Regions from separate parts of the Patagioenas fasciata genome. Here region 2 is linked to region 1. Evidence: chromatin contacts called from public Hi-C data. All regions are on one chromosome and are shown on one strand. Each heading gives the region's core, a stretch centred on a gene start, on an enhancer-like site or on the middle of the called end of the contact. The rest is flanking DNA. Distances are from core to core; before and after follow the strand shown.

Evidence for each region. A called contact is a pair of places that touch in the nucleus more often than the background predicts.
Region 2: a Hi-C map of blood shows a contact between it and region 1, with 3 times the contacts expected there. The contact joins the promoter of EXD2 here to the promoter of SLC39A9 in region 1. A contact is called at or near these places in 2 of 2 Hi-C or Micro-C datasets (blood and liver).

Annotation. Positions count from the first base shown.
Region 1 is chr5:34,182,916-34,185,877 of bPatFas1.hap1, reverse strand. It overlaps SLC39A9 (solute carrier family 39 member 9), which reads left to right and starts at 1,531. Exons shown (of 8, transcript XM_065839125.2): 1 at 1,531-1,851; 2 at 2,139-2,256. The coding sequence starts at 2,161. ERH (ERH mRNA splicing and mitosis factor) reads right to left here and starts at 1,405. Exons shown (of 4, transcript XM_065839129.2): 1 at 1,254-1,405. The coding sequence starts at 1,256.
Region 2 is chr5:34,326,140-34,329,210 of bPatFas1.hap1, reverse strand. EXD2 (exonuclease 3'-5' domain containing 2) reads left to right here and starts at 1,585. Exons shown (of 11, transcript XM_065839382.2): 1 at 1,585-1,678.

The sequences.
Region 1 (2,962 bases), core at 282-2,781:
GGGACCATCTGTATTGTAGAACTAGTACAAGAAAGTTACAACCTCAGAAGGCTGAGAGCAATTTCCTCTGGCTAGAACCTGCCCTACTGAATATGTGCCTAGGTGACAGAGCAAAAAATCAGTGCGATTAAAAACTATTCTGTTTTCCTATAGGTATAGATCTTGTTGTTAGAAAAAATAAAACCAAACCAAGAGAAGATCCATAAATCTTCATGCATTAGGACCAGGTTATCTGGAAGAGCCCAACACAAACTCTTATTATTCTGATGCATATGTTGGGTTTTCTTGCGTTTTCCTTAAAAGCGCTGTTGTAGTGGCTGCTGCTAAGTATGATGCTGAATGAGGTACCACATGGTTTATACTACACCAATGCTGAACTCCTCGAGAGCACTTCAGAAACCGCTCTGATTACTGAAAAGACTAAACAATTAAAGATTAACAAGTATTGTAAGAATAAGATGCGCAGTGATGCAAATACAAGTAGGATCCTGCACACACCTAAATGCCTTTCAGTAACTTCTGATAGGCAGAAGAAGTGGTTTAAGCATCACCTTTCATTTAAGAGAACAGACAGGCCTTGTAGCAACTCATCCTAGTAGAAGCTAACCGGTTTTTAGCAAGTGCCAGGCAGATGTAGAACTCTGCTGGAAACCCAGAAGCAGTCGTCTTTCCATCACAGAGCAAAAACTTGCTTCAGCATATTCACATTTATTAGGTGAACGCAACAAACTGCTGTGGCTGGTAGGCCTTTGTGCTTCAGCAAGCCATTCAAACAGCCCACTCAGATCCCTCCCCCAGGTGCTGGGGAGGAGCAGGGAAAGCAGCGCGGGCAGAAGCAGCCGCAATTAACGCCGATCAGCCATTTAAGGCGGACGCACCGGAGAGAACCGCGCAGCCGGCGCTCGCGAGACCGGGCTGCGCTTCCCAGAGCGCCGGGGAAGCGGCTGGAGCTCCCGGGCGAGCCCGCCCTACGCCAGGGCCGGGAGCGCCCTCCCAGCTCCACCCCCAGAGTAACTGACCCCCACGCGAGGAGGCCCCGGCGCGCGGCGCTTCGCGAGGCCGCTGTGCCGCCAGCACGTGCTGCCGCCCGCCGGGCCCGCAGCCGCGGCCCTGCCCTACTGCCCGCCGCGCCTTCCCGCCCACGGCGACGGCACCCGTCCCCCTGCCCCAGGGGTAAGGGAAAGCTGCCCAGGCGGTGCCGATCCTCCCGGGCAGGTGCGGGGTGCGAGGGGCCCCGGCCCGATTCAGCTCACCATCACGGCTCCCACTCCTCAGCACGGCCGCGGAAAAGAGGCGCCAGACGATCCCCCACAAGCCCCCGCGCCCGCCGGAAACGCGGCGCTAACGGTCGACCATAGAGCTGGTGGCGCCAGAGTGCCGCTCAGCGCACGCGCACACAGGCCCAGGCCGGCATCCGAGCGCGCGGTGCCACACGGCGGGACGCAGAGGATGCCGGGAGTGGCCGAGGGTGCCAGGCTGGAAGGGGCGGACGCGCGGCCATCTTTGATGAGGGAGCCGGCACTTTCTGCCACCGCTCGCGCGACGCGTTGGGCGGCTGGGGCGTCGCCCGCCATCTTGAAGTCGGGAACGCCGTGGGTCAACGTGGGCGAGGGTGGGACGTGCCCCGGAAGGGGAAGCGCTGGGTCTGGAGCTGCCACTTGGCCTGCGAGGCAGCGGCGGTGGGTGAGGGCGCTGCGGTGCGCGCCGGTCCCGCAGGTTCCCCGCGCCTTCCCCCCACGGACGCGGCCCCATCAGGCCGCCCCTCCGCGAGGAGCCGCATCGGCGCCCGCCGTTCCCCGTCCGCCTCTCCCTGCGGGTAGCGGCGCGTAGGGGAAGGTCCCGCTGCCTCAGGTGAGGGCTGGGCCTGCCCGGGAACGGGCCGCTCCCTCCTTCCCTTCAGCCGCGCAGGTGTCACCGCGCCGCGGCTCCCTGCCCGCCCTTGAAGCGGTGCTGGGCGGCCCCGACGGGAGCGCCGCTGCCGCACGCCACGCCCGGAGGCGCCGCCGCTGGGGGCCGAGCCGGCCGGAGCCGCCGGGCAAGACAGCCATGGCTGACAGCCTCTCCTGGGAACTCGGTGTCTGCACGGGCTAAGGCGTGCGGGGCGAGGTGGAAAAGTTGCTGTTGAATTTCACTTTAAGGGACCGAAGGGAAAGCAGCGAAATGGATGACTTCCGCTCCATCTGCCTGCTGTCGCTGGCCATGCTGGTCGCCTGCTATGTGGCAGGAATTATCCCCTTGGCAGTTAATTTTTCCGAGGTAAGACAGCTTTCCCAAATTACCAGACTGCTCGTTGGTTGCCAAGGGGGAACAGCAGAAACTGAATGGAGAGATCAACCAGGAGGGGTTAGTGCTGTCCCCTTCCAAGTGTGGCAGTGCTGTTAGGGGTGGTGTTGTAACTTTTTAAGGTTTTTAAGGAACTTTCATTCGAAAGTGCATTGTAAAGTTATGCGTATTTGACAATGTGTATAAAAGCCATTTAAGCGGGCCAAATTTGATTGAAGCATCTTGGCTACAGATGAAGCAAAGTAGCAGCATGTAGTGGAAGGACATTGTAGCAGCTGGACATAGTTATTCATAGATGCTTGTGTCAGAAACTTCTGATGTCAAAGGTTAACTTCTGTTATGCCTCAAGTTAGTGTTTCTAAAAACAAATTGGAGAACGTTCTCAGAAAACTTAGTTTTCGTTCACAATTTTGTTCACAACACATGCTGCTGAAAAACTAAACTCTACCTCGTTGATGACAACACAACTTCAAGTTGTGCTTCTGTCCTGTGGAATACAAGGCACCCTTTTGGAAAAATATCTTGGATATGTAAGGTATTTTTAAAGGAAGGGGAGACTTTTATGGATTGAATGAGTTTCTAAGTGGTACAGGAGTTCAAAAGTGAATGTATGTGGCTACTTCTAAGAGATGATTCTTGAGGGGATTATGACTGTTACAGGCTCTGACAGTCTCCTAAT
Region 2 (3,071 bases), core at 336-2,835, 140 kb before region 1:
TTGTTAAAATTTGAAAGAAGAATAATAGGAGACTGCCAGCCTTTTCTGCTAAATGCAATACTCTCTCACATTAACATATAGGTTAAAAAGTGTTAGTAAGCATTCTTTTCACTTTCTGAGTCCTTTGAATTAATTTTGAAATAGATAACACCTAAGGAAAATATCATGACCTATACCAGTAACATTTTCATTTGAAAATAATGTGTTGCTGTGTTAATAATGCCAGAGTGCTGTAATCTCTTCAAAACACAAACACTAGTGGCCTGAGTCATGCTGAAGTACCATCAAAGAAACATCTTTTTCTACTTCAATGAGAGCCTTCAGCAGTTTGGAATGAAAGTGAAGTATGGACGGTACTTAGTCAAACCAATTGGACTTCATTGAGCTACTGTTTTGTTGGCCGCGTTGGCATGCAAGGTGCTGGGCTGAGACTGAATGGCACAGACTGAGCTGGAATGAGCTTGATCAGACTCATGGGCAGCTTAAGTCAGGGTCCGTATGCACTGCCTGAGCAACTTTATTCTGTTAATGGCTGTTTATCGTCACCACCATGTCTCAAAAGCAGCGTGAAATAAGGCACAAAATGTTTTTATTGGAATTTCAACAAGTGGGCAATAGAGGGGAGGAGTCAACTGGAAAGGAAACGGGAGATAATGAACAGGGTGGTGACTTTCTGTGAGGGCTCTTGGGAATTAAGATCAGTAAATAATGTTTGATGCAGTACAGAAGAGGGAACTAGCAGAATGCTTCAAACAGAAGTGATGTGGTCAGAGTAATGATCTACATAAACGGTGTTGGGTTGTGGTTTCAGAGCTGCTAACTCCAGGGCTGTGCAGAGCCCACTCTCCCAGCCTGGATCAGTTGTGGCCATGCTGTCGCACCACTCTCACATTAGCTTCTGCCCATGCTACAGAATTTTTGTGCTGCCTCTGGAAAGACTGACAATACCTGATCTGGTTTTAAGGTCTGCTGGTACAAAATTAACCCTTCAACATTTTTTATGAACAAATTTGAATTGGCAGAATGAGTGAAATTGCATTAGTGGTTTCCACTTGATGGCTGTGGCATATTTGATCATTAATAGGAGGACTGAAGTCAGCTTTAATGTGTTGTCAGATCATGGTGTTTATACCTGTCATGGCTGTTGTGTTACAAGAAAGTGGTTAATGCTGGAGGGAGAGGTATTTGGGCAGTCTCAGTATGGAGGCAAGAGAACTAAACAAGGGTCATCTTTGCATGGATAGATCAAAGGGCTGTCTGAGAGATGCCATATAGAGGAACTCTAAAATTTGGATGGACCCTGGATGCTAGGATCTACAAAGAGCTTTCAGTCAGATCTGACAGTTGATGTACAAGCTCGAGTGGCAGTAGACTGGTGATGTTATCCATAGATATGCACCAAGTTAATAAGAGGCCTTTCAGAGACGAGAAAGAACCATGTTCTAGCTCTTTGTACGTACAAGAGCAATGAAAGAGTTGGCAATTAATAAAGAAATATGTTGTTGATGATGAATATTAACATAACTCATCCTCGTGGGATCAGTCTGGCAGCTCACACCCCTGACAGCAGTTTTTTTCAGGTTCTTTGCAAAACCTGCACACTCTGGCAGATCCTACAGTGAATTACTGCTGATTCATATTTTGACTTGGATGTAGTTTCACTGAGATCTGGCTCATGGTAAGTTAGTTCAAGGTATTTGGTTTTTGCTGTACTACCTTTCTGCTTGCTTAAATCCTTGAATCAAACAGACACTAGTGTTTGCAGAAGTGAAGTAGAATAATGCCTACAGGTAGAATGGGAAAGGAGAATTGCCTTTTCAACAGGAGTTAAACCTTCTATCTGCCTTGTTACAGTGTGAAACTCCACCTCTAGGATGTGGCTTCACAGTTGATTGAAACTGATCTTATTCTGAGTTTTTGATGGAAGAAGCGCTCCTACTGGCTCCCTGGTATCAGCCCTGTTAAAACAAACCCTGCTCAAAATGACTTGTTTGAATATGTAGTCATGGGGTTACTAGCATGGACATGAGGAAGATAAAACACATTAGGAGTTGAAACGAGAGTTTGGCTTTCTCCTGTATCTTGAGATGGGGCCCAAATAGTGTTAGTAATGAGCTAGTGGGGACTACATGCAGCTCTCTCCTCATTGTCTGCTAACAGCAATTTAAGTCTTGGCTAGAGCCTCTTTCCTTTGATATTCCACTATCATTGATTTTCCTTTGAACACTGAATCATTTACCCTAGTCTTCTCCCTGTTAAAGGATGAGCTAATGTGATTTTATATATATATATATATATATATATATATATATATATATTTTTTTTTTTTTTTTTTTTTTTTTTTTTTTTTTCTGTGATCAGCAGAACAAGTGAAGCCTGGTTTCTTATGGACTTGTCCTGATATGGCACTGCTGTGTGGATTCTCTTTATGTATATTAAGCAGTGTCTGCACATGCTTGCCATTTTATCAGAGACAGCTTTATTAGGATTTGTTTCATCAATTTGGCTTTGCATTTCACAGAAGTTACCTTTGTACAAATTTAGATGGAATGGGGCAATGGCTTAAACATGTTTTTCTGGCAAAGAAAGGGGACCCACAGGCAGAAACACCAACAGACAGTGTAATTGCATAAGGCTTCTTTTCTTAGGAAATCAGGCTAAAAAATGAGTCTTTTGACAGAGACCTCTGCAGAAATCTCAGATCATGGTACAGAGACAGGAAGAAAACTGAATCTTGCTGCTTACTGTGTAAAGGCTTCCAGATATGTGCTGCAACAGATTTCCCATAAGTAAGGCTAAGCCAGCAGTTGGTGTTTACTCACTTGGTTACCTATCTTCAGCAATGTCCACATCAGGCTTTAGGAACTTTTTTTTTTTTTTGCTAAAGTGCACTCATGCATCAGTTGCTTTCATTTATTTTTAATTTAACCTTTATACTTGAATAAATGGCTATGTAGGTAGTAAGACAAGCTGTTAAAGACATAGGATTTACAGGACTCTGTTTATGTCAGTGATGCCATGAAAAATAACGGCTTTGAATGCAGCCAAGGATACAATCCTGTTATTGTAGA